7 separate regions of the Mus musculus genome follow, and regions 1, 2, 4, 5, 6 and 7 are each linked to region 3. The links are chromatin contacts, called in public Hi-C, HiCAR-type and promoter capture Hi-C maps. All regions are on one chromosome and are shown on one strand. The core of a region is the stretch at or near the end of the contact, and the rest is flanking DNA. Distances in the headings are between cores, read along the strand shown. Region 1 holds the start of Septin3 (septin 3). Region 2 holds the start of Pmm1 (phosphomannomutase 1). Region 3 holds the start of Ttll12 (tubulin tyrosine ligase-like family, member 12). Region 4 holds the start of Fam118a (family with sequence similarity 118, member A). Region 5 holds the start of Nup50 (nucleoporin 50). Region 6 holds the start of Snu13 (SNU13 homolog, small nuclear ribonucleoprotein (U4/U6.U5)). Region 7 holds the start of 1500009C09Rik (RIKEN cDNA 1500009C09 gene).

Region 1 (2,700 bases), core at 55-2,554, 1.3 Mb before region 3:
CGAACATCTCTACCTCATTAATATGCAAATTTGCCTTTGTCTTTAACAAATGGTAAACTTTTACGTGTACCAAAGAATTATTTTAAAATAAATTTCTTTTTTTCAAATTAATGTTATCTATTTGGTGTTATTCTGTTTTGTTGTTTCTGTGGCTCTGGGGACTGAACTCAGAGTTTTATGCACGTCAGCCGGGAGCTCTGTCACTATACCAATCCCCAGGCAAAATGGATCAATTCCTTTGAATTATTCTCAGTAAGTACTCGATGTATAGGACTGTATTCTATACCTATATACATGACGCTGAGTACAAATGTCTCGGCTACAGCGGCTGCAGATAGAAAAAATGACAAGAGGTTTGCTCAGAGATGGTCAGTCAACCCTGGAGGGAAAGGAGGCAGACCAGCAGGCGAAAGACAGAGATGGATGGGACGCGGGTCTTGCTCTGAAAGGAGGGAGGCGGGGTGGATTCTAGATCTTCAGGCTGGAAGAAATCACTTCAGGGCATCTAATCTCTAACTGAGAAGACAGCTGAGAACTAGGAGGGTTTTGTTATTGTTGTTAGGTTTGGTTTTTTTGTTTGCTTGTTTTTTTCCGGGACAGGATTTCTGTGTAAAGCCCTGGCTGTTCTGGAACTTACTGATACCGGCCTCTACCTCCTAGTGCTGGGATTAAAAGTGTGTGCCACCACCTCCTGGCCTATTGGACAGGAGTCTTATAATGAGTGGTCAGGCAAGGAGAACCCAGGGCCCCTGACTTCAGCCCCACCCAGCTGCTTGATCTCCAGGAGGTAATAAGGCAGTGTAGGCCCTACAGAGCCGGCTCCCCAGGGTGTCCAGGCTGATTTTGCCACCTCTTTCTTTTCTCAGGGCCTCAAAACATGTAGGGAGGGGAAAGAACTCAGACAGCGCCCCTCCCCCTCCACTGTGATTGCTTGCAGGTTGCCTGGTAACCAGGGCATAGCCAGCTATGGCAACCTAAGGCTCAGAGGGATGAGAATGGGATGAGAAGAGAAGAGGATCCTGGGCCCACACGTTCATCATTCAGTCACTGTGAGAAACATGCTGAGTGATTCTTGTTAGGCCCTGGGACCCAGAGAAGGATAAGATCTGCGTCTTTCAGGACTTTGCTGTCCAATATGGTAGATGGACATTCAAATGAAATAAAATTGAAAAAAAAAATCCAGGTCCTTGGTCATCATAGAATAGTGGTAAGTGCTCGGGAGCCGCCTGTGGCTGGTGGCTATTTTATTGGACAGTGGACACATAGAACATTTCCATTATCACAGAAAGTTCTATTGGCCGGCCAGAAGCTCACTCGCCAAGGCGAGCAGCTCACAGGAAAGCAGGCCAGAGCCCCCAGTGTTGTGGGGTATGGCAGAAAGGAAGTGGCAAGATGATGGGTCGAGGACATGCCAAGAGAACGTTGGGCTTGGCTCCTGGCTCAGAGTGAGTGTTTAGGGCACGTCTGTGGCCTGCACTCTGTGGCTGAGATGCTGTGCCCATCTGCTTACGGGCCTGGCTTTGGCAGAAGACTCTGAGTTTCTCCAGCCTGGCTCAGTCCCTGGCACAGAGTAAGTACCCAGCCAATGGCGTCTCTTCCCACCACGGTCCTTCTCATACTATCATGTGACAGAGCAGCCTGGTGCTGGGGAACCCAGGAAAAGGTTCTTAGCCCAGTGGCCACAGGCTGCTGAGGATCTGCCTCACCAGAGACAGCTGGGGTAGGTCTGTGGATTTCTTTGAGGTCTGGCCCGGGGCTGGCTAGCTTCATACCCCGAGTCTTACTTAGCAGAGGATCTGTCTGAAGCAGGATGGGTCTCAGAGAATGGATTTGAAGGGTACAGTTGTATACACAGAAATCCCAACATGAAGCACAACCGCAGGAGCATGGACACAGATGGCCCTGGGGTCAGCAAAGTCTTAGGTGGTTGCAGAGGGAAAGTGGGAGGGCATGAGACAAACAGGGACATCACCGTTGGAGTAGCTCAGTTCTCTCTTACTGGTGACACTTCTCAAGGGTCCAGTCTTGGAGACAAGGACACATGGGTTATGTGCCATCCCCTCCCTAGGTGGCTCTGCGCGTATAGGGCAGCTCAGCTGGCTGACGCCCATAGCTCTGTAGGATTCCAGAGACTCAGAGCAGCCATTCACTGCCACCCACTCTCAAGAGGCCAGAGCCTCCCTGCCCGGAGCCCAGTCCAGCGAGAGGGACAGGTCAGGGGAGAACTGGGCCCTCAGCTAGTGGACTATGATCAGGAGGCTTAGTGAAAGCTCAAGAGAGGACCCAGAGAAGAGAGGTCTCTGAGCCCGGCCACATGGCTAGCCTCTGGGTGCAGAGGAGTGGGTGGGGTCTGCAAGAGGTCAGCTTCCTTGACTGAAAACCACCGGCTTCTTTTCTGTCTTCTGATCCAGGTAGGTGTGCCTGCCTGTTTGTGTGTGTGTGTGTGTGTGTGTGTGTGTGTGGGTATGTGGGGAGGGTAGAACCAAGGTGTTCACAGGACACGGGGCTCACTGAGGAGGCAAGGATCTAGTGACACAAGAACAAGGTGACCTCAGGAGTTCTGGTCCTTGGGTCTGTGGCTAAGCGAAGGGTGAACACGGTGTGCCCAGGTGCATGTGGTGGGAACAGTGGGCAAGAGAGGTCAGGGCGGCAGGGATATGCCTAATGGAGAAGAGGCAGAGAGGCTGGACAGTTGAGAGA
Region 2 (2,700 bases), core at 19-2,518, 1.6 Mb before region 3:
CTAGTAGTAGACAAATTGACAGGCGGTTCTTGTTCAGGCCTTGCCAAGTCAGTGCAGCACAAGGATCAGGCATGCCTAGGCTAGACCACCTCCTTTCCAATCCTGCATCTTCCTGATCCACCTCTGCTGGATGGAAAGAAAGATGCCCGATTCCTTCTGGAGAGTGGAAGGCCTACCAGGAAGCTAAGACTTAGGTTCACACGGGCTTCTGCCCAGTAGCTCGGCCCCCCACCCCCATTTCTGCTCTGATCATCCCGGTGATCCCAAAGGTAGAAGGATGGGTGAGAACGACCCAGGATGACTCGAAGGGAGAAAAACTAGGTATGGCTAAAGACTGGAGGGTGAACTATAAAGTGCAGACAGGAGAATGCACTCCCATTTTTTACAGTGCTTCTATTGTAAACAGACTAGCCCTGGGGCCTTTCACCTTCACATGGGTGGAACCAAAAGGATACCAATAACAAAAACCAAAACTCATCAGAAAAGCAGCTCTCTTTCCCTCCAACTCCAGGTGGAAGGTAAACAAACATCCTAAGAGGCTTAAGGAGCTAAACCCAGTTTTAGGCCTATGGACGCCAGAGTGCAAAGACTCAGAGATCTTCCTTGCCCTCAGTAGAGGGCGACCGTGGGCTTAGAAGCGCACGGAGCTCTGCCTGGAACGCCGCGTTCTCACGCTAGCTTGAGGACGGACTAGTTGTGCATCCTAGGGCTAAAATGGGGTAAGACCACCCCAGAGCCCAGCCTGGGCCTGTGCAAGCCTGGAACTGGGGATACCCGCCCTATCGCCCATAGACGCTCCTCCCGGAGGCTGGATACAGCATCTGCGCTCCCGGCAGGAACGTGGATGCCAACCCGCGCGGGGAGCGCTGAGGCCTGGAAGGCCGAGAGGGCCTGGGTCCCATCTCCTCGGTGACAGGAGCCGGTACCACTGCACTCCACGTTTCCGACAGGGTCGCGCAGGTGTCTGCGTTGACATGGCAGTGACGGCTTCACGCTGGGTCACGGATGCCGGCGTGACTCTGGGCGGGAGCTTTGGAACCTCGAGGCCCTTACCTGGCGAGCTGGCGTGAGGGTCCCGTCCACGTCAAACAGGCAGAGGATGCGCTCTTTCCTGCGGGCGCCCTCGACGGCGACTGCCATGGCTGTAGCTCCGCGCGCCAAGCGCTGTCGCTGCAGCCACCGCCAGGGTCGCGTGCGACAGAGGCCGGGCGGGGCCGGGGCGGGGCCAGCTGCGCAGCACGGGGAGGAGCAGTGGCCATCGGCCCTCCCGCGAGGGGGCGGGGCCTGCGGCGCCGAAAGAAGAGTACAGGCACCTAGGATTGAGGGGCGTGGCAGTAGGCGGGGTCAGAGTCCTCGTACCCGACGGAGATAGGAACCGGCGGGAAAAGGGGTTGAACCGGAAGACAGTGTCGGGCCAGCGGGTTGAGGTTGATCTCAGGGCGCTCCCTACGGTGGGGGGGGGGGGGGGTTGGGGGGCAAGGGCGGGACTCAGAGCCTTCTGCTTGTGATTCCCAAGGTTAGTAGGACGAAGGTATTGCCTTGTCATCTTGAGCTTGAAGTCTCAGGGAGAACCCGGCGTGCTGGCTCACCTGTGATCCAGCCCTTCTGAGGCAGAGGCCCTTATCTACAAAACAAGTTCCGGGCCAGCCAGGGCTACATACTCTGTTTTGTTTTGTTTTTTCAAAACAAGAGTTTCCCTTTGTAGCCTTGACAGCCTTGGATAAGACCCTATTTTTTAAAACAAAACAAACAACAAAAAAAGGGAGGGGGAGAGAGAGAAGGAAGAAAAGAGAAAAATATCCCATGATGGCTTTTACCTACTGTGAGAAATGTTTGTTGCTTTTTTTTTTTTTCCAATCAAAAGTAACCTACTAAGGGCCAATATGCCATAAATCTCTAACTTGTAAGCTTTTATGCGAGTCTTTTTTGTTGTGTTATTTTGTCGTGTGTGCCTGGGGTGATGTGCACTAAGTACATGCAGGAGCCCACCTAAGTCAGGATGGAAGTGAGTGTCAGATCCTCTGGACCTGGAATTACCCACAGTTGTGAGCTTCCTTGTAGGTGCTGGGTGTCAAATCCCTGATCCTCTGCAGGAGGCCAGAAGAAAGCTTCAGATTCCTAGTTCTGGAGGTACAAGCAGTTGTAAGCTGCCCAGTATGGGTGCTGAGAATTGAACTCAGGTCCTCAGTAAGAGTAATAAGTGGAGCACGCCTTTAATATCAGCACTCAGGAGGCAGAGGCAGGCGGATTTCTGATTTCGAGGCCAGCCTGGTCTACAAAGTGAGTTCCAGGACAGCCAGGACTACACAGAGAAACCCTGTCTCTAAAAAACCAAAACCAAAAAAAAAAAAAAAAAGACATCATGCCAGGAACAGATCTAGGGCAAGGTTTATTGGGGAAATGGAGTGGGAACATGAGAGGGAGAGAGAAATAAAGACAGACAGACAGACAGAATAAGCAAGTGAGAGAGAATCATGGTGTTCAGAGATGTTCAGAAGTACCTTTTTTAAAAAAGGTTTATTTACTTATATGAGTACACTGTAGCTGTCTTCAGACATACCAGAAATGGTCATCAGATGGTTGTGAGCCACCATGTGGTTGCTGGGATTTGAACTCAGGACCTTCGGAAGAGCAGCAGTGCTCTTAACCGCTGAGCCATCTCTCCAGCCCCTTTCTATATCTTTTTGTCATTTTTAAAAA
Region 3 (2,700 bases), core at 176-2,675:
CTAATAAATGGGGGTCCAGTTCTACCTCAGCACTGGCCTGAGATCAAGGCAAGTCTGCAGAAAGTAGCAGTGCGGAGGAGGGCCCAACACCACGTGAGCAGAGAACTTAGTGACAGGGAGTAAGTAACCCTCTGTAAGGAGGTGCCACTGACAGATGAGCCTCGACCAATGATGTAGTAATATCTGATAATCAGACTGAAGTAGAGAAATCACTTAATACTCCACCTACCAAACCGGTCACTACAGCTGCTTGCCCTGGGGCTGACGGCCAGTTATAACCTCACGGTATTGCCCAGGACCATCAACAATGTAACACTAGCACAAGGCTGGCTCCTCCTCTTTTACTGTCCCACAGGGCTAAGGATTGAGGCGCCTCCCAACCGCCAGCATGCTATAGTGAGCTGCAGTACAGCCCTACGTATAGGCTTAACCAGGAAATATCTGGCCCATACACAGTGTGGAACTAGATCAAAGAGGGTAAGCCTACCCCATTGAGAGGCACCGGGGAATCCTAGCTTTTGGACTCTCCCAGTCACCTGAAGGCTTAGTGGGTCTCAGATAGGAGGTGGTGTCCTGTGAAAAACCAAGCTCTTGCTTCGCAAAAGACCCTCCGCCCAGCCTAGCAGCTGCTGTCTTCATCACCCAAACCCTGTTCTCCGACGGAAGAAGCCGGGCACCCCGTGGAAGCCTAGCTCAGGTGAAGGATGGAGCCATTCTCTCAAAAGATGGGGGAGACCTTCTAAACCCTCTCTTAGCGTCGTCTCCATGTCTCAGGGCCTCCATTCTCTTTAGTGTACAAAGGGAGACCTGCTACTCACGCCGTGGGAAACAACTCCACAGAGTTCTACGGACTAAGCAGAGCTGCACAGAGCTGACTGAAATGATGCCGGTGTAGCTTGAATCTAACAGGAGCTCCTGCATCCGCCGGAGCCTCAGTTTCCTCATCCGTAAGTGGAGTCGCGAGTTCTACTCTTAATATATCAACCGAGGCGTTGGGATGCTGCGAGCCAAGCGCATGCCGGTTTGCAGGTCCCTGCGCATCCTCGGCGGGCCCATAACCCTGCAGGATGGCGGCACAGGCGCATCTCTCGGCCTGTACCCTTCTGACTCCCAGGTACATCCTGCTCCTGAACTTATAAGTGGCTCCCCTTCAGAGCTGCTGAGCTGTGCTCCCCACTCGACCGCATAGCCTGCCCGCAGCCCGTGCCATCTCGTACCTCGTGCTCCAGCTTGTGCAGAAGGCGGCCCCATAGTCGCTCTGGGACTCCCGAGGCGCGCAGCGTAGGGCCGTGCAGCGACACGAACTCGTCCAGCAGCCGCGCGTTCAGCCTCTCGGCGCGGCCGGGACTGCCAGGCTGCGGCCCGGACTGGATCTCCATAGTGCTCGGAAGAGCACGGCGCCGCCCACCGCAGGATTTAAGCGGACGGCGCGCACGCGCCTGCGTCCTGGGTTGCGAGGTTCCAAGAGTGCGCACGCGCGCTGGGGGCGTGTCTTCTCCATTCATCCCAGGACTGCCGCGAGGGATTCTGGGAACGCTGCTTAGAAGCCCCAGAGAGTCAGAATCAGGAGAGATTGTCCTCAAGGAGCCGGTGAAGCTGAGATGGGGAGGGGGTCGGGAAGAGGCAGAAGGTGCTCCCCCTTGCGCTGGTTGCAATCTTGTTTCGCCTGAATTTTTTTTTTAATTTTAGTTTAAAATTTTTATTTTTTTATTTTACGTGTGTGAGTGCTTTTATTTTACGTGTATGAGTGTGTATGTAAGTGCATATATGGCTCATGAAGGTTAGGAGACTGCGTCAGGTCCCTTGGAACTGGAATTACACATGGGGTGCTGGGATCCAAACCGGGTCATCTGCAAGAGCAGTTAACTACTAAGCCATTTTCCCAGACTTGTTTTGTTTTATTTTGTTTTGGTGTGTGTGTGTGTGTGTGTGTTTGTGTGTGTGTCACAGCGCACTTGTGGAAAGCAAAGAACAAAACATTGTAGAGTCTGTTCTCTTTCCATTTTTATCAAACGCAAGTCATTAAGATTGCATGGCAAATGCTTTACCACTGAGCCATTTGCTAGGGCTTGGTTATCATCATCATATTGCCACAGGGTCACATTCAGCTCAGACTAATCTGACCAAGAAACTCACTTTGTTTCGAAGGCTGGCCTTGAACCCTTCCTCCCTCCACCTGTCAAGCATTGGGAGACACCAGCGTGTGGGGATCCTAGTTATATCTCAAAGGTGGACAGATCTTTCTAGGGATTGGAGGAGCCTTCTCAGTCCTTGGAATGCCTTGTTGAATTCAAAGGTTGTGATAACTTGGTGTGCCATCAAAAGGGTTATTCCACAAGTGCAGAGATCAGCTTGCCTCTGCCTCCCAAGTGTTGGGATTAAAGGCATAAGTTACCACCTCCAGCCGCTTTCTTGCTTCCTGTCTATCGAGGAAAAGAGAGCCCTAAATTCAGAGAAAGACTCTGTCTCAAGAAATTAAGCAGAGAAAGGCAGATGAGGATACCCAATATCTTCTTTTAGCCTCCACTTGCACATGGCACACTCCCTCCCTGTATGCATGGACTCATATACCCACAAGCCCTCAACAATCAATCAATGACTGCATGGATCATTTCATCATATAATTTGCTAGATGGAGATGAGATAGAGGGTAGTTTAAAATTTTTTTCAATAGATGTATGTGATGGTTTGAATATCCTT
Region 4 (2,700 bases), core at 108-2,607, 1.4 Mb after region 3:
CACTGGATCTTGGAGGGCATCCAGTGTGTGGGTGGTGTGCTGTGGGTTCTAACTCCTCAGCTCCTAGCCTACAGTCTCCTTGAACAACTTCCTTCCTGTAACCCGGGAACTTCTCCAGTGTCACAGGTTCAAGTCTTAGGACCCTTTATGGAAGCAGGAGCTTGTGAACTAAATTGCATCACATGTAAATTGTTCAGTCTAGTAGTGGGAAGCCCAGACCTTTGAAGCCAATGCATGGTTGGTATTGCCAATACAACTTCTCTGGGCTTCCTCCTCTCCTGCTGTTAATTGCAGTAAATGGGGTGCCATCCTCATGGGAGATGTCCTGAGGACTGAAAAAAACATTTTCTCAAAGGCCAGCTACTTAGTAGGTACCCAGACTCAGGTGTTCAAACCACTGTTCTGGGCTCTGGTGCCACAAATTTCAAGCTGGCCAGGTAGTGATTTTGTATACCTTACACCCACAGAGTAGGTGGAACTCTGTGAGCTTGAGGCCAGCCTGTTCTACAGCGCTAGTTCTAGGACAGCCAAAGCCACATAAAACCCTGTCTCAAAAAGAAAAGAACAAAAACCCAGGTTTTATTACACATGCATTTTTCTTATGGGGCTGAAGGGATGCTTACAGCAAACCCATGTAGAAAAAAAGGAGCCAGAGGTAGAGGAAGTCCAAATAACTTGCCTGGGCAGGCCGACCTGGGAAGATGAGGAAGAGGAAATAGGCTTTGATCCATCCCAGCCTTATTTAGAGAAAGGAGAGGTGTCATTGACTTTTAAAGGTCCTCATGCTGAGTGCTCCAGCGCAGAGCCCACCCACGTGTACTCTCGAACGTTCGGGGTGGGCACTGAGTTCACCCGATTAACAGGTGCTGAACCTGGGTACATATGCTCATTAGTCCCTGGATCTAAGCCCAAGCTAGACGTGTCCAAGAGGCACATCGGAAGGGCCAGACGCCTACTCTGACACGTGGTAAGGGAGTCGGTCACTGCGGGGAGGACGTGAAGCATGCTAGGCTGGGGAAGGGCACAGGCTGTACAGCCTGTGGCTTGAGGTAGATGGAGTGAGCCCGGCTGGAAGTGGTTGCCCAAGGGTGGTTCCGGCCGAGCTCAACGCCTTCTGCGTTTCCGCGGGGCTGTCCAGGCGTGCAGATGGGGAAACTGAAGACAAAACAGCGCTGGGAAGACTGGCCGCGAGACATTCAGTCTCTTAAGACCAGGCTCATCGTGGACACGACAGCACAGTCCGTGGGTCCAATCGTAGCTTCTCTTGGGGGCGGGACGCGTCGTGGCCACGCCCCTTCGGGCGGGGCTTCCCGTTGCCGCGGGGCCGTTGATTTCAGGGCGGAACGTTCGCGCGGGCAGTGCGCGCGCGCGGGGGGAAGGCCTTGAGAGAGCGCTGCGGATTCGGCTGGGCAGGCTCGGCGTGGTGCACGCGCAGCGCCATCCGGCGCAGCGCCCGGCGGCTCCACCCAGCCGAAGGGGCGCGACCCGGGTGGGAGGCGGCGAGAGCGCGAGCGACACTGGTGTCTCCGTGGCACGGCAGGTGAGGCGGCGGGTCGGGGCTGGGTGCCAGCGCCTCGCGTCTCCCCAGCCCTCAAAACCCGCCTAGGGTGCCCAGGACCCTAGTGCCCTCTGATGCGCTGGGGACCCTGCCTCCGACATCCCCTGGGCTGCCTGGGTCCGCGGCCACCTGTGGACCTGATTACCTTCCACACCTAGAAAACCTCACCATCCTCCAGATTTCCCTCAGACTCAGCACACAGACCTCGGCGGCTTCAGGGCCCGAGACCGTTATATCTTCTCCAGAAGTCCAACAGATCCCCTCTGGTCCAACTCCAAAGCTTCGGGTCTCCAGGCCCATAGACTCCCATCCTTTCTTGGGTGGAGAGGCCTTCAGACCCACCTATCCCTAGAGACCTTCCTTCCTAGGATCTCCTGCCTCCTGCTCTCTATCTTGAGGTCCACAGAGCTTTTCAGCTTCTACTAGAGTGTTCTTGAGGTTTGTGAATTGTAAATAGGGATAAAAGTAGCACCATCTGATAGGTCAACAGAGGACCACGCATAACCAAAGAGGAGGTGGGATGTGGGGCTTCGCATGTGCGTTTGTTTTCACCGTGCAGTGGAGGCTGGTGTGGGACCGACTCATTGTGGAGAATGGCAGCGCTGGGAGTAACGGGAGTTGGGCAGTCAAAGCTCTTTTAGATTGTGCCCTCAATGTGTGGTAGTTTCTGTTACCACACACAGCCCACCAAAACCAGTCCAGGAAAGTAAAGCTTGATTACAGTGGTCTAATTGATGGGACGAAGGTAAACTAAAGGTCCATCTTTCTGGGATCCTGATTTAAGGGTGGCTGTCTTCCCTGAGGTGGAGGTTTGGGGCCAAATGGTACACATCTTATCATTTTCAGTCCTGGAAATCTCTAGAACAAGGATTATCCTTTCCTCGGGCTATTGTCATTGATAAACAGTCCTTGACTTGCTTGCTACACCGGCAGTCTGGTACCCTGAGGTAAAGCCCCAAGAAAGAACATGGCCTGATGATTGTGAAAGGCAAGGGCCAGGCATTTTTAAAGAGGGAGTGGATACCCTCTGCGGCCCAGTGCTGGGTGCTGGAGGCAGATGACACAGCTCCAGCTGGTAAGGGTTGGGAGGTGGGGATTAGCCAAGTTGGTGGTACTTAAGAGTGCCTTCAAGGCAGCTGGGG
Region 5 (2,700 bases), core at 84-2,583, 1.3 Mb after region 3:
AGCCTTCCAGTAACTGTGACTTTAGTTGAAAATGCCCATGACCTGACTGACTTCAGATACTTAAATTATCTCTGGAGTACTTATAGCACTAAATATGACGTTAACGACATAGCTGAAATGTGTAGAGAATGACAAGAAAAATACCTTGCATGTATTTAACACAAATTTTCAGAAGACACTTCATTGGCAGTCAGTTGAATCAAGAACAAATGTGTGCATTAAATGCGATCTGGCTTTTTCTCTTTCACTCTGCTGGATCTGGGGGAACTGAATTTAGGGCTTTCCTCGTGCTAGCCAAGTACTCTACCACCGTGCCAGCTAGTCTCCTTTTGCAGTTCTTGCAGATCGATGGATGAAACACCCTGAAAATAAGGGACTTGACTTCTCCCTTGGAACCCCCTTTGTCCTCTCTCAAAAGTTTGGAACTATTGCTCTAGAAATGCTAGTTTCTCTGAGACCCGTTTCCGGATGGTTAAGGATGGGTCTGACATTCTGGTTCACATTCTCGTTAAAACTCAAGCAGAAGAATTAGACCAACCGGAATCCCTTCTTAAACAACTGAACCGCTTTAGAGTGCTGTAGTCAGCTAAAAGCACACAAAACACGAGTCCTGGTCCAGGACGCATACGGTTCGTCCCGCAGCTGAATCCCTCCGGGGACTTCATCTCCTGTGGGCCCTAGCTGGTCCTGCAGCTTGGGGCAAATTTACAGCTCCCAACGAGGAAATCTGTGGACATCTATCATAAAGCAGCAATTGGGGCAGGTGACCTTTAGAGTCCGTCCCGCAGGGCTCTCCAGCCCCATGTCGGGAAGAGCTACCACAAGCTTCCAAGTCTCCGCAGACTGAGATCCACCCTCCCCAAGGCCCGTCCACGTGAGAATCACGTTGCACCCGCCTCGTGCTCCCCCCAGATCCACGGCCAGTCTCCTCAGCCACCCACCACACCATCGGAGGCCTCCAAAGTCACTGACCACAACGCCTCCCGCTAGTGTCTCGGCAGCGATTGGCGCGCGAACCTCCTCAAACTGGGACGGCGGCCGACACGTGACCAACGTGCTTAACCCGCGTTTGACAGTGGCTTTGGCTCCCGGCCCGCTGCCCGCGCTCCCTGTGCGCACGCGCGAGCTCCAATGGTCCTCCCGGCGACTGTTTCTAGGGCGGGCTTGCGCATGCGCCGCGCGACCCAAGTGGCCCTCAGGAGAAGGGGCCGGCGGCGGAGGCTCCGACGCGCATGCGCAGTAGCTGGATGCGGGCGTCGCTTGCCTCTTCCCCCTCCCCCTCTCTTTTCCCTCCGATTGGTTCGGAGGCGTCCATTCGAGTTACAAGATGGCGGCCCCGGGCGCTCTCTTCACCGTTCTGTAGCAGCTTCGGGCTGAGCGGATGTCTCTTCTTGTCCTCAGTGTCGGACTCAGAGACACACGGCTCCCGAGTTCTGCTGATCACGAAGTTCCCGGAGGCGCTCGACGCACCGGAATCTCCCAGCGGCCGCGACCGCCGCCTCGGCCCTGCTCGCCGCGGCGCCGGGACTCCAGCGTGATCGGCGGCGGCAGTCAAGGTAGGTGAGGGCCGGGCAGGCCAGGAGGGCGGGGCGGCGGCCGCCTTGGCGACGCGGCGGGCTGTTTGTGAAGCCGGACCGGGCCGGGCCTGCCGGGCGAGCCGCCTGGCAGTGGAAGGCTCGGCTGAGCGCGGGCCTCGGCCCCAGCGGAGGTAGGCGGCGGTGGCAGGGCCGCCCTGGCCCAACCCTGGCTGGCCTTCGCCCCTTACATGTCGTCTCCCCGGCTGTTCGGTCCCCCGGTGCCCTCACCGAGTTTCCAGGCCGTTGGTCACCCGGGTTCGTCCAGGGCCACTTTTGAGGTTTGGGCTTTTCCGGGGCGTTATAGTGACCTCGATCGGCTCCTGGTGTTTTCCTGTGAAAGTCATCTCTTGACCGCAGAGTTGTGCGGGTGCGCACACCGCAGGAAGCGGCCCGATCGTGAATAATTCACACACACACACACACACACACACACACACCATCACCATCCCCTGTCAACACACACACACACCCCGTCCCCCGGCAACTTCCTAGCTTCATATCTTAAAAGCATTTCGTGGAGCCATTTTACCCACAAACGCAGACATTTGGCAAAGTCTTCCGGGCAGCTGTTGTAAGTCATTTATTACAGGGATTAAATTTCCCCGGTAACATATTGGTAGAAGCTTATCTAGTACGTACGAGACCCTGGATCCTGTCCCCACCGCTTTAAAAGAAAAATAAAACAGAAAAGCTTTAATAACAACAATAATAGCTGGCAGATAAGTCTCAAGTGCCAGGCCTTGTTCCAGATAATTTGCAGAGTTGTGTTTAACTATGGAATGTGAAATAAGTAGGTATTTGGTGCTTTAAAAAAAAAAGTATGTATCTCCTATGTTGGCCTTGAACTTGTTCTATGGCTTAGACTGGCCTCAAACTGTCATCCTGCTTCAGCCTCCCTCTACCATCACCCGGGTTGGTGAAATGTGTTTTAAAAGTTTAGCCTATAGTAGTAGTTACTTTTCCCTCTACAGCTTTTGAGTTTTGGAGTAAAAATAGGGGTTATTTTTGTTACTATTTTGACAGGACACTTCCTCTGTTTGAGGCACTCTTCTAAGCTATGCCATCTTAGTTTTCATAGCAGTCCCTCTGTCCCACAGATAATCATTCGCCAAACCCGATTGCC
Region 6 (2,700 bases), core at 166-2,665, 1.5 Mb before region 3:
TCTATATTTCCTGGTTTTGTGTATTAGAGAAACGTTACTGCAAGCAGTACATCTGCTATGGCAGCAGCCTCCTGGTCTAATCAGGAGGATCCAAGAATGATGACTGACCAGCCTTGGTGTAGTGGCACACACCTGTAAGCCCAGCATTCTGGAGGCCGGCCAAGGCAGGGAGATCTCATGTCCAAAGCCAGAACTCGCCCGTCCTTAAGCGATGCATGTTTGTACTCCGCCTGCTACAAGCGACCCGTTGTCCCCACTTCCCAGCCTAGACAAACTGCTGCAGAGTTCACCAAGAGCACCGCACTTCAAAACTCTTCCCTGGTTCAACACTGGCTCAGCCACTCTCTCTCTCTCAAACTCTAGACTCGGTCAGTAGTTGCTAAACCTCAGGGGTGGGAGCACGAAAACAAAGCCGACCACCCAAGGGCTGGATGAAATCGCACCAGGCCTGAAAGGGCTCAGCCAAACGGAGCCCTGTACACCATCACAAAGTGGAGACGCTCAAACGCTATCATCCCACGTGGGGCTACCAGGACCACGGATTTCTGAAGGCGTCGGTCGCTCTCATGGTGGGAGCCTTTCCTGAGCTTCCTTCACATTCCATGTGACCCCAAATTTAAAAAAGGAGGCGAGGGTGGGGTGGTGGTGGTTACCTAGTCCGGAGGGCGCGATGGTACGCGCCTTTAATCCCAGCACTGGTGAGGCAGATCTCTTGAGAGCTCAAGGCCAGCTTAGTTTACAGAGTTCCAAGGCCAACCAGGGCTCCATGAGCCCCTAAAAACAAACTAAACCAAAAAGCGCCCCCGAATTCCCTAAGTCTTAGTTCCCGACAGACCCTGGCTGCGGACCCCACGGCGATCCCCTTCCTCAACCCCGGGAGTGGAGAAGACGTGGGTAGTGAGTGCCTCGCATCCCGGGATTTCACCTCATCCCCCAGTGTTTAAAAAGAAAAGAGAAAGAAAACGAGAAGGAGAACAGACGGGCTTCCACACGCGTTCACCATCCCACGTGGGGCGCTCATTTTCCCACGCTGCGCCATGCCTGTCCCCTCGCCGCGGCCTCTGGGCACGCCCACGGCTGCAAAGCCCACCGGGCCGCAGCGACCTGGGACCTCAGCTGCCCGGGATCTCCACTCCGCCGCCCCAGGAACGACCTCGCGGGCCGCCGGAGTTCCAGCCCCGGGCCTGGAGGTCGGCCATCTCGGGGCGGGCGACATGTCGCACGCGCTCCACCTCCCCCAAGACGCAGCGAACAGGGCCCGCGGCCCGCGCTCCCCGTGCTTGCGGCCCGCCGCGCTCACTCACCATGGCTGCGGTGCGCCGGTCTCGCCGCGACTCGACGACAGCCCAACTCAAGAGGGACTGAAACGCCGCGCAGGAAAAAGGAGCGGAAATCACTTCAGAAGCGGCAGGAAGCGGAAGTGACGCCACAGAGCGCGCGCAATGACGGCGTCCCGCCCCCTTCCCGGAAGAAGAGAGTGCTGAAGTCATCTTTGGATGTGGGAGATGCGTTTTTTCAGATTTTATTAGCGTTCTAGTTAGGATCGGCAAAAGATTGTGAATAAACCACTCGGGAAGTGGCACACTAGTACAACGGGTTGTGAGGGTTGCCATTTCATAACCAGGCTTTTTTTTTTTTTTCGAGACAGGGTTTCTCTGTGCAGCCCTGGCTGTCCTGGAACTCGCTTTGTAGACCAGGCTGCCCTCGAACTCAGAAATCCACCTGCCTCTGCCTCCCAAGTGCAGGGATTAAAGGCATGCGCCACCACGCCAGGCTTTTTTTTTTTTTTTTTTTTTTTTTTTTTTTCTGAGTACATAGTGTACCCTTTTCAAAACCATCCTCTCAGGCGGAGGTTGATTTCTACAATTAGCTGGAATAATGCAGTGGTTGTGAGTCTCTTGGGGAGTGTGTGTCAAAAGACCCTTTCCCAGGGGCCGCCGAAGACCATCGGAAGACACGATTCATAACAGTAGCAAGATTACAGTTATGAAGTAGCAACGAAAGTAATTTTATGGTTGGGGGTCACCACAACATGAACTGTATTAAAGAGCTGCAGCAATGGGTAGGTCAAGAGCCATTGGACTAGGGGGCTAGTTAGTGAATGACAGGGAGGTTGTGTTTGGAGTAATTATGTAGGACACCTGCTTCCTTCTTCTGAGCATCTTGCCCCTTTCTTAGTGATGCACCAAAACTTCGTTATGAAAGGATAAACTCAAGTCTAGCGCTCCCTCCCATGAGCTCTTCCGTGATCCTCGTGGCTTCTCAGTCTTTTCCAACATGATGCCAAACACATCTTGGGGCTATTTGGATCTAGCCCAGACCCCACCATTAGAGCCAATTTCAGCTCATTGTGTCACAACTGTAGAGCTGAGAACTGGGAGGACCTTTAAGAGCCTTACAAAATAGTTCCTCATTTTTACAGATGAGAACAAAGTGTAAAGAAGGGAAGCCTGCCCACTGTCAGGAATCAAACAGTGGCAAAGCTAAAACCGGACCTTGAGATTTTTAGCATTGGGGGTCAGGCAACCACATGGATTCAAACTGCCAACAGGAGGGAACATTTCTAGAGACTGGCGAGATGCCTCCCTGGTTCAGCACACTGGCTGCTCTTCTATAGGATATGGGTTCAATTCCCAACACCCACATGGCAACTGACAACACTTGTGACTCCAGTTACAGAAAGATTCAACTGCCTCTTCT
Region 7 (2,700 bases), core at 148-2,647, 1.3 Mb before region 3:
GGCTGCTAGAAGGAGGGTACTAAAGCCCACTCCCACAGTGACATGCCTATTCCAACAAGGCCACACCCACTCCAACAAGGCCACACCCACTCCAACAAGGCCACACCCACTCCAACAAGGCCACACCTCCAAATAATGCCACTCCCTGGACCAAGCATATATAAACCATCACATGCGGCTAGTGGATAGTTTTTGTTTGTTTTTATTTTGTTTTGTGTTCTCTCCTCAGACAGGGTTTCTCTGTGTAGCCCTAGCTATCCTAGAACTCAGTTTGTAGACCAGGCTGGCCTCAAGCTTGGAGATCTGCCTGCCTCTGCCTCCAGAGTCTTGGAATTAAAAGCGTGCGCCACCACTATCTGGCCTCCTAGTATAGGCAGCTTTATCTCAGCTGGTAAACAACGTCTGTCCTTTGCGCAGGAGTCGATGTGACCTTATCCCTTTTCTGCAGAAGCAACTCTGAGCAAACGCCTGGGTACAGAGCTGTTGGGATCTTGCTTTCTTGGTCTACCCAGCAAGAGACATCCTGAAATGTTCAGGGTATATAACAGGTTGCTCGCTCTCTCTCTCTCTCTCTCTCTCTCTCTCTCTCTCTCTCATGTTTTTATCTTTTTTAAAATTTATTTTGTTTTAAAAAATGTTTTCCTTTAAGTGTACCGCATGTATGCAATACCTATGCTGGCCAGAAGAGGGAACCAGACTCCCATGGAACTGGAGATATAGCTGGTTGTATGTGGTGTTGTAGGTGCTGGGGATGGAAACTGGGTCCTTTGCAAAATAAGCAAGAGCTCTTAACCACTGAGCCGTCTCTCCACCCCCTATATTGCTTTTTGTTTTGTTTGGGTTTTGGCTTTTCAATACAGGGTATCACTATGTATCCCCAGTTGTTCTAGAACTCTCTATGTAGACCAGGCTGGACTTGAACTCACAGAGATCTGCTTGCCTCTGCCTCCCAAGTACAGGGATTAAGGATATGCACCTCCATCCCTAGCTCTAGATTGTTTCCTTAACAATTTAATTACTTGTCCATTGTCTGTCTGTCCAACAAAGACACAGGAGCTCAGGGACTTTGTCACTCACTCTAAAAGTGGCGCATTGCAGTTGCTAATAAATACTTGTTGAATGAAAGAACTACTTTACATCCATCCATCCATTCATTCTCACTAGTCAATCATTCATAAATATCAGATTGAATGCCTGAGCTTGGGAATACAGATAGAAACACCAGACATTATGTCAGGCCTGCAATGGGAGGAGACAAGGGTGATGTCATTGTGCTTATCGTGGTATCTGAGAGAGCCAAGGTCACACCCCTTAACCAGTCCAAACGTCACTGTATACTAAGCTTGTCCCACGTAGAGAGAGAAGGAACTAAATAGCTTTCCGGAGCTGCTGTCCCCACACTTTGAGTCTAATGCACGGTGTCTCAAGAGGTTCCCTGAAGATCAGACATTATGTAGGTACTGTGAAGATAGAAATAGAGTAGGTGAGGGAGTGATGGATGGAGAGAAGCTGCTTTGAGCCAAGGGAGGCTTCTCTGGGAAGATACTGGGACCCATTTCTGCCTCTCCGAGGGAGGAACCAATGGACGATAAAAGCTTCACAGAGAGACTTGAGATGCAGAGACACACCCTCCCTCCCCGCAGTGATGGATGACAGATGCAGAGAGCCCCGGTGGTGAGCACCTTTGAGAGTGAGCACTGCTGAGTCTGGAGCACGTGGAGGGAGGGAGAGGGGAAGAGATGAGGGGGCCAAGTGATGTTCTTTTAGAGTCATAGGCCATGAAAAGACTTTGGACTTTGGTCTGGGCTTTCTAGCAGGTTCTAGACTGAGACCCAGTGGATCAACAGATGCCTTGGTTCTTTTAGAGTCATAGGCCATGAAAAGACTTTGGACTTTGGTCTGGGCTTTCTAGCAGGTTCTAGACTGAGACCCAGTGGATCAACAGATGCCTTGGCAAGCAGGCCTAGTGGGGGCATGGGGGGGCTCAGGTCTCAGGGGTATCATCAACTTCATGCAATCATCAGCAAAACAGCAGCTGAGGTGGAGAGTCATGAGGGAAGCAGCCAGGGAGCCACAGGGGAGGGTGACAGATAAACATGCATTCAATGTCCCCTGGGACCCCACATGCAGGACAGTTGGTGCTTGTCATTGGTGCCAGCGGTATAGAGGATGTATAGGTGCTATACTGTGAGGCAGGATCCGGACTGCAAGAGGCTAGGCTAGAATATATTAAAGGCATGTTTGTTGGGAAGCTGCTCTCAGGCAAGTTCACTGGCCCCAAAGACTGAGGCCAGGGAAGTCACCATGGGGAAAGCAGAGGGGCAGTGGGGAGGGAGAGAGAGGAGGAGTGCCAGAAATTCCAACGTACCCAGATTACATAGGAAAGAGCCTCTGCTGGTGGGAGGGTGGGGGGGAAGCAGCCCAGCTGCTAAGCTGGAAAGTTCAGGATTGGGGGCAAGGTATGCCAGATGGGGACTGAGGGATGCTGGGAGAATCTGGAGGCCAGGTCTGCTTTGATATGTAAAATATGCACCCAGTCCCTTGTCCTTGCAGAGCCAAACCTTGAGGCCTCAAGGTTCATCTTATGAATACTTTCAAAAGACTTCTGAGTCAACTTTTTTTCTTCCTTTTTTTTTTTTTTTTTTTTTTTTTTTTGAGACAGGGTTTCTTTATGTAGGTAGCCTTGGCTGCCTTGTAACT

Evidence for each region. Promoter capture Hi-C pulls out the DNA fragments that hold promoters and counts their contacts. A called contact is a pair of places that touch in the nucleus more often than the background predicts. HiCAR-type assays count read pairs that join an accessible place to other places.
Region 1: a contact with region 3 is called in a promoter capture Hi-C map of pre-B cells, with 4 times the contacts expected there. The contact joins the promoter of Septin3 here to the promoter of Ttll12 in region 3. A contact is called at or near these places in 9 of 39 promoter capture datasets (the 3T3-L1 cell line, the C10 cell line, the SN4741 cell line and 6 more), 1 of 484 Hi-C or Micro-C datasets (palatal mesenchyme) and 2 of 115 datasets of contacts at active chromatin or transcription factors (embryonic forebrain and pro-B cells).
Region 2: a promoter capture Hi-C map of hippocampal neurons shows a contact between it and region 3, with 4 times the contacts expected there. The contact joins the promoter of Pmm1 here to the promoter of Ttll12 in region 3. A contact is called at or near these places in 2 of 39 promoter capture datasets (hippocampal neurons and pre-B cells).
Region 4: a promoter capture Hi-C map of liver shows a contact between it and region 3, with 2.5 times the contacts expected there. The contact joins the promoter of Fam118a here to the promoter of Ttll12 in region 3. A contact is called at or near these places in 4 of 39 promoter capture datasets (hippocampal neurons, liver and pre-B cells), 1 of 484 Hi-C or Micro-C datasets (myeloid progenitors) and 1 of 115 datasets of contacts at active chromatin or transcription factors (epiblast stem cells).
Region 5: a contact with region 3 is called in a Hi-C map of the G1E-ER4 cell line, with 5 times the contacts expected there. The contact joins the promoter of Nup50 here to the promoter of Ttll12 in region 3. A contact is called at or near these places in 6 of 39 promoter capture datasets (the 3T3-L1 cell line, the C10 cell line, hippocampal neurons and 2 more) and 4 of 484 Hi-C or Micro-C datasets (all in the G1E-ER4 cell line).
Region 6: a contact with region 3 is called in a HiCAR-type map of astrocytes, with 4 times the contacts expected there. The contact joins the promoter of Snu13 here to the promoter of Ttll12 in region 3. A contact is called at or near these places in 5 of 39 promoter capture datasets (the 3T3-L1 cell line, the SN4741 cell line, hippocampal neurons and 2 more) and 1 of 115 datasets of contacts at active chromatin or transcription factors (astrocytes).
Region 7: a contact with region 3 is called in a promoter capture Hi-C map of hippocampal neurons, with 5 times the contacts expected there. The contact joins the promoter of 1500009C09Rik here to the promoter of Ttll12 in region 3. A contact is called at or near these places in 6 of 39 promoter capture datasets (the HPC-7 cell line, cranial neural crest, frontonasal cranial neural crest and 3 more), 1 of 484 Hi-C or Micro-C datasets (palatal mesenchyme), 4 of 115 datasets of contacts at active chromatin or transcription factors (astrocytes, embryonic forebrain, large pre-B cells and 1 more) and 1 of 9 other capture datasets (liver).

The regions. Positions count from the first base shown.
Region 1 is chr15:82,267,498-82,270,197 of GRCm38.p6, forward strand. Septin3 (septin 3) reads left to right here and starts at 1,305. Exons shown (of 12, transcript NM_001368785.1): 1 at 1,305-1,570. The region is part of intron 2 of Gm52180 (a long non-coding RNA gene); the gene reads right to left.
Region 2 is chr15:81,959,662-81,962,361 of GRCm38.p6, forward strand. It overlaps Pmm1 (phosphomannomutase 1), which reads right to left and starts at 1,269. Exons shown (of 8, transcript NM_013872.4): 1 at 1,054-1,269. The coding sequence starts at 1,140.
Region 3 is chr15:83,593,732-83,596,431 of GRCm38.p6, forward strand. Ttll12 (tubulin tyrosine ligase-like family, member 12) reads right to left here and starts at 1,426. Exons shown (of 14, transcript NM_183017.2): 1 at 1,218-1,426. The coding sequence starts at 1,379. It overlaps Gm52182 (a long non-coding RNA gene), which reads left to right. Exons shown (of 2, transcript XR_003951515.1): 2 at 606-1,715.
Region 4 is chr15:85,035,705-85,038,404 of GRCm38.p6, forward strand. Fam118a (family with sequence similarity 118, member A) reads left to right here and starts at 1,358. Exons shown (of 9, transcript NM_133750.4): 1 at 1,358-1,540.
Region 5 is chr15:84,922,095-84,924,794 of GRCm38.p6, forward strand. It overlaps Nup50 (nucleoporin 50), which reads left to right and starts at 1,334. Exons shown (of 8, transcript NM_016714.2): 1 at 1,334-1,556.
Region 6 is chr15:82,046,183-82,048,882 of GRCm38.p6, forward strand. It overlaps Snu13 (SNU13 homolog, small nuclear ribonucleoprotein (U4/U6.U5)), which reads right to left and starts at 1,416. Exons shown (of 3, transcript NM_011482.4): 1 at 1,305-1,416. The coding sequence starts at 1,307.
Region 7 is chr15:82,251,075-82,253,774 of GRCm38.p6, forward strand. 1500009C09Rik (RIKEN cDNA 1500009C09 gene) reads left to right here and starts at 1,398. Exons shown (of 2, transcript NR_037697.2): 1 at 1,398-1,674.